Linked DNA regions of Sus scrofa: region 2 is linked to region 1. The links are chromatin contacts, called in public Hi-C maps. All regions are on one chromosome and are shown on one strand. The core of a region is the stretch at or near the end of the contact, and the rest is flanking DNA. Distances in the headings are between cores, read along the strand shown.

Region 1 (2,700 bases), core at 174-2,673:
GACTGCCCATGACCAAGCCCGTCACACACTTGTGAGGAATAAGCGAGTTAAGGCATGAAAACAACAATATCACCAAACATTTAATCAGCACTTGTTGTATATTAGCACTTAGTAATTTCAGACAGGTGGGTATATTTAGTCCCTGTATCCACCTCAGCCAGACGTGGAAGTAGAGGTAATGATTTTTTTTTAAGTGTTTTCTTCTGGGATTTTTTCCTCTCTACATGTACTAGTCTCTGCAATGTAGACCTGAGTGTATATATTCAGCAAATCTTTATCAGGTGTCTACCCACCCTGGGCTAAGCACTTTCATCCTCACAAACACTGTGTAAGGCAGGTACTATTATAATCACCTCCATCTTACAGGTGAGGAAATGAGGCAATAAGAAGTTTAGGTAACTTGCCTGGAGTCACACACCCAGATGGTCAAGCTCCAGAGCCAGTGTTCCTAGCCACTAGGCCATCCTGCCCCCACTAGCTCTAAGAAGTCCAAGGGTAGTAACAGGAAGTGAGGCAAGAGGTCCACAGCCAACGGATGCAGGAACAGGCTGGGAAATTGGAAGCTCACTAGGAGGCTCCTGAACAAGGCTCACAGGTCCAAAGTTTATACCTTTGCAGCTGGCTTTTGGGTGAGTCTGGCAGAATTAGAGGCCTATGGAGATGCATAGACACCAAACCACTGAAAATGCCCATCCATCTTCTAATGACAAGCCTGACCCTTAGTGCTCTCTTAAGATACAACCTCACTGTCTCTGACTTCAGGACACCCTAACAAGTGACTTCAATGGAAAAAGACTCTGCCCCAAATCAGCAGGGGCCCCCAGAACTTTGATGGGGTTTCTAAAGCATAGCAAGGCACCCTGTTCAGTGGAGCTCCTGAGCCAGAAAGGGTTTTGCCTGCTGACTTCACTTTTTAATCTCTGCCAAGGGGTACCCCGTGGCCACCACAGGCTCTCCATCAAGCCATTTCTGGAAGGATTTCCACCAAGAAAAAAATAGGCTCTGCTATGACACAATGCAAGGATGGGTAAGCCACCAGTGCGTGGTATGTGTGGTAATTTTGAATACTTCCCCTGGATTAAGCAACTGCCCCCAGCAAGGGTAGGAGCAGGCTATAATGCCAAACTATTTGGGGTGGTTTGACATGCTGCCCAAATGCGAGCACATGACCCTAAAAGAGACACTTTAAGGCTTTTTACCCCCTGCAGGATTCAAACCTTAGAAAGGTTTGGGCCATCACAAAAGAAACCTCTCAGCTGCCTACACCACCACCCCATTCTCGCCATCCCCCACCGCTCCCCCACATCTGGTTTCTTACATAGACCTACTTGGAGTTCTTGGCTAGTTCATCCCGATCCTCTCCTGACAGGATCTCAGAACCTTAGAACTGGAGGGGGCTATCAGGAAAATGCGCCAAGCTTATTTTGCAGATCACCGCTAGCAGAGTGGACTAGAACCTGCGGCTCCGGAACTAATCTCCTCTCCGTCCTTTGCACTACACTGCCCTCTAGTGGCATTGAAAGGAAATTGGCTCTTGGGTCTGCATCCAGTTTTTAAGGCTCTGACACTTCCTCGGGGATTTGGGGCTCTAGGCTGTGTCTCTCTCTCTGAAAGTCTCACTCACTCTCTCTTGCACCCATTTTGACCTCAAGGGGCCTGATTCCTCCCTGGGAAGGACGAGAGGAAGGGAGACATCTGTGGAAGGAGGTAAGGTGGAGCTGGCCCTGGTTCTTGGCTAGCAGAGCCCCTGTTCTTGGCAGGAAAAACCATATTGCACGCAGAGAGAACCCAAAGATCTTCTCTGATATAAAAAGCTGTGAAGTCACAAGCTTTAAAAGGGATCTCCAAAGAGCCCCAAGTTTCTATTTCTCAGGGTGACCATTTCTATTATTTCATCTCCTACCCTAGAAGGATCAAAATCCCAAATGCCTTTGAAAGCCAGACAAGAATCCTAAGTGGATGGAGATGCAGGAGTGAGTGGGGGATGGGAACTGTGAGTATCTAGAGGACACACACAACCTGAAGAGCCTCAGACTCAAAATTCTAAACACATCTTTTTCTGGCCATCCGCAGGTGGGCTCATTTCACAAGACTCATATTTTCAATTTCCTGCCTTACTGTCAATTTTCCAGTAATATGTACTGAACACTTTCTGGTGTGGTGGGCACCGTTCTCCATACTGCAGGTGTAGTGACTGTGTTAAAGGTCACACAACTCTGTGAAGTAGGTGTTAACAGCACCATCTCTGTTAATAATGGGAAACTGAGGCCTTCGGCAGTTGTCCCTCTGTCAGACCGTTAGCCAGTGGTCTGGCCAGGATCTGAGCTCAGATAATCTGCCTCTAAAACCCAGTTTCTTTACCATCAGTATTATATACACAGCACAAGTATGTACAGCTGTAGCCTTGGACATTATGGGATGCCAGCTCTATCACTATGGCAAAGAGAATGTGATTTAGCGGACCAAGAAGAGATGTTAGAGACAGACGGATGTGAGTCTGAATCCTGGCCCCAACAACTACCTACAAATTAATAAAACCTTCTTAGCTGCAGTGAATGATCAGCAAAGCAGCGATCACTGTTCTTCCTCCCCAGGATAATCACCAGGATTAAGTGAGATAAGAAATGTGTTTTACCTACTGTGTGACATAAAACACAGATACACAATTATGGGCGACTGCTACTTATGTTAATGCCTAAG
Region 2 (2,700 bases), core at 25-2,524, 200 kb before region 1:
CTCCCAGAAAGATGGTCAAACTGAAGGAGCTGAGGGAAAGCAGGACCATGAAGAGACTACCAGGCTAATAAGCCTCAAGGGACAGATAGAAAAGATATTTAATGGGGAAAAACAGCAGAACTTGGCAATGTGGGGCTCCTGACCCATTTCTTTTATGGACGACCCCAACTCCATAGTTTGCAGGACTCAGCACAAAATTAAAATGTGAGCCTCCTATTCAAAGTGCAGTAGTGCCATTAAAGGTATGAAAATGTTTTTCTTTCCTCCACAGTCTCTCTTGCGACTTTCCATGGTACTCTCTATTTGCCATTTAATGTCATTCTAAGGAGAGAAAAATTAAAATTTTTAATTATTTTAAATTATTAGCACAAATTATTTTTACCATTCATTCATCTTTATAGTGTGCAATATCTGTTTTAAAGGCATTTAACTCACATGCAGAATCACCAAGAGTGCATAATTCTTGTTCTGCGGCTCTTAGATACATATGTATTTTGTTTTTGCCAGAAGAGAAGAAACGCTGCACAAAACGAACTCGATTGTTTTCATTTCTGGAGTTCCCATTGTGGCGCGCGGAAACAAATCTGACTAGGAACTGTGAGGTCGCAGGTTTGATCCCTGGCCTCGCTCAGTGGGTTAAGGATCCCGCACTGCTGTGAGCTCTGGTATAGATCGCAGACGCGGCTTGGATCTTGTGTTGCTGTGGTGTAGGCTGGTGGCTGCAGCTCCGATTGGACCCCTAGTCTGGCAACCTCCATTTGCTGCGGGTGTGGCCCTAAAAAGACCAAAAAAAATTTTTTTTTTAATTTTTTTCATTTCTTAATACATGTACATCCTTTCGGGAATGATGAAAGAGGGAAGGAAAGAAGGAAGGAGGGGAGGGGGGAGAGGGGCGGGGATGGGGGAGAGGGGAGGGGAGAGGAGAAGGGAAGGAAATGGAAGGAAGGGGAAAGAAAAGGAATTATGGCTTCGCCTGTGTTCCTCTTTCCCTCCCCGTCTTCATTTTCGGCCTCAGTGAGGATACAACAGGGCTCCTTTGTTGGTTGTGTCTCCTTTCTGTGTTCTAAGAAAGTTCTGTTTCAGATGGAAAGTGTGGCCTCTTAGGGTTGTCAGTGCCCCATACTTAGCCAACCATAGACATAACACACTTATCTTGTACAGTGGTCCCCCCCGATCTGTGGTTTCTCTTTCCACGGCTTTCAGTGACCTGTGGTCAACTGAGGTCTGAAAAGATTACATGGAAAATTCCAGAAATAAATAACTCATAAGTTTTAAATTGCGTGCGCTTCTAAGTTGTGTGATGAAACCCCGCATTGTCCTGCTCCCTCCCGCCAGGGACATGACTCAACCCTTTGTCCAGCATATTCCACCCATTAGGTGTTTAGTGGCCGTCCAAGTGGTCAGATCAACCGTCAAGGTATGGCAGGACTTGTGTTCGGGTTTATTTTACTTAATAACAGCCCCCAAAGGGCAAGAGTCCCAATGCTGGCAATTCAGATCTGCCAGAGAGAAGCTGTCAGATGCGTCTTTTTACGTAAAAAAATGAAAGCTCTCAGCTTAATAAGGAAAGGAAAAAAATCATAAGCCTGGTTGCCAAGATCTATGGTAAGAATGAATCGTCTACCTTTGGAATTGTGAAGAAGGAAAAAGAAATGTGTGCCAGTTTTGCTCTTGCACCTCAGACTGCAAAAGTCACAGCTACAGTGCATGATTAAGTGCTTAGTTAAGGTGGAAAAGGCATTAAATCTGTATAATAAGGATGAGGGCTAGAAATAGTTATGCTTGGATCACAGGTACAAACGAGGACTGGCTGGCCAGCTGGATTTTGGTCACCCTAGGAATAGGTATATAGACATAGAGACACATAGAGAGATAAAAGGCTGTGTCACGGGCCCAAGAGCAAGAGTGGGGGGAACCTCAGATCATTCTAGATCGGATCATAAGAAAATTCTTGGGCGAACAGGCTGCTTCACTCCCTCCCTCTCTCTCCCCATCATTACCAGTTCCAAATTCCCAGGGAAAGCTCTAACTGGCCCAGCTTTGGTGAAGTGCCAACCCACCCAGCCCCAACCTTGTACACACTACCTGGACCGGGGGCAAGAAACTACTTCACAGACATGCCTTCTAGGTGGCACATGAAGCTGGGCAGACTCTTCAAAAGAGATGAACTACAAACTCTGAATAACATTAAGGTATTACAGCTCAGCTGGCCAGGCATGATGATGTATTGAATAAGTAGAGTCAGCTGTTGTTCAAAAGCTCCTGGCGGGGAAAGATAGTCAGGGAAGACTTCCTGGAAGAGGTGACCCTTGAGAGACTGGCAGACCTTGGGTGGAGGCAGAGGAACGGGACAAGTTTCCAGAGAAGGGAACAGCATGAACCAAGCCCAGGAAGCGAGATAAGTGATCATTGGTAAATTGGTCACCAATTTATCTTCTGCTCTTCCCCCGTTGGGCCTCATGGTCCATTATCATGAAGTCATGTTTTAGGTAATAGTCTGTTTGAGGACTTGAAACCTTACTCCCCGTCGTCCTCCTGCTCCTTGCCGGTGGGGAGCATGGAGCATCTGGCTGTAGCTGGGATGGTCTATAGGTCAGGCGGTAGGATTAACCAATATGTGAAACCATTTTTACGAGACGCTGTTGAGACCACTTACAGAGAGAGATTTTTTCAATCATTAGGGGGTCAACCAGTAGTTTC

What was found. Hi-C and Micro-C count contacts between places; a contact is called where the count stands out from the background.
Region 2: a contact with region 1 is called in a Hi-C map of embryonic fibroblasts, with 2.1 times the contacts expected there. A contact is called at or near these places in 2 of 47 Hi-C or Micro-C datasets (embryonic fibroblasts and epiblast stem cells).

What each region holds. Positions count from the first base shown.
Region 1 is chr5:14,039,459-14,042,158 of Sscrofa11.1, reverse strand. No RefSeq gene overlaps it. Among named protein-coding and RNA genes, the nearest start is that of CKAP4, 20 kb to the right of the region's middle.
Region 2 is chr5:14,237,160-14,239,859 of Sscrofa11.1, reverse strand. No RefSeq gene overlaps it. Among named protein-coding and RNA genes, the nearest start is that of NUAK1, 150 kb to the right of the region's middle.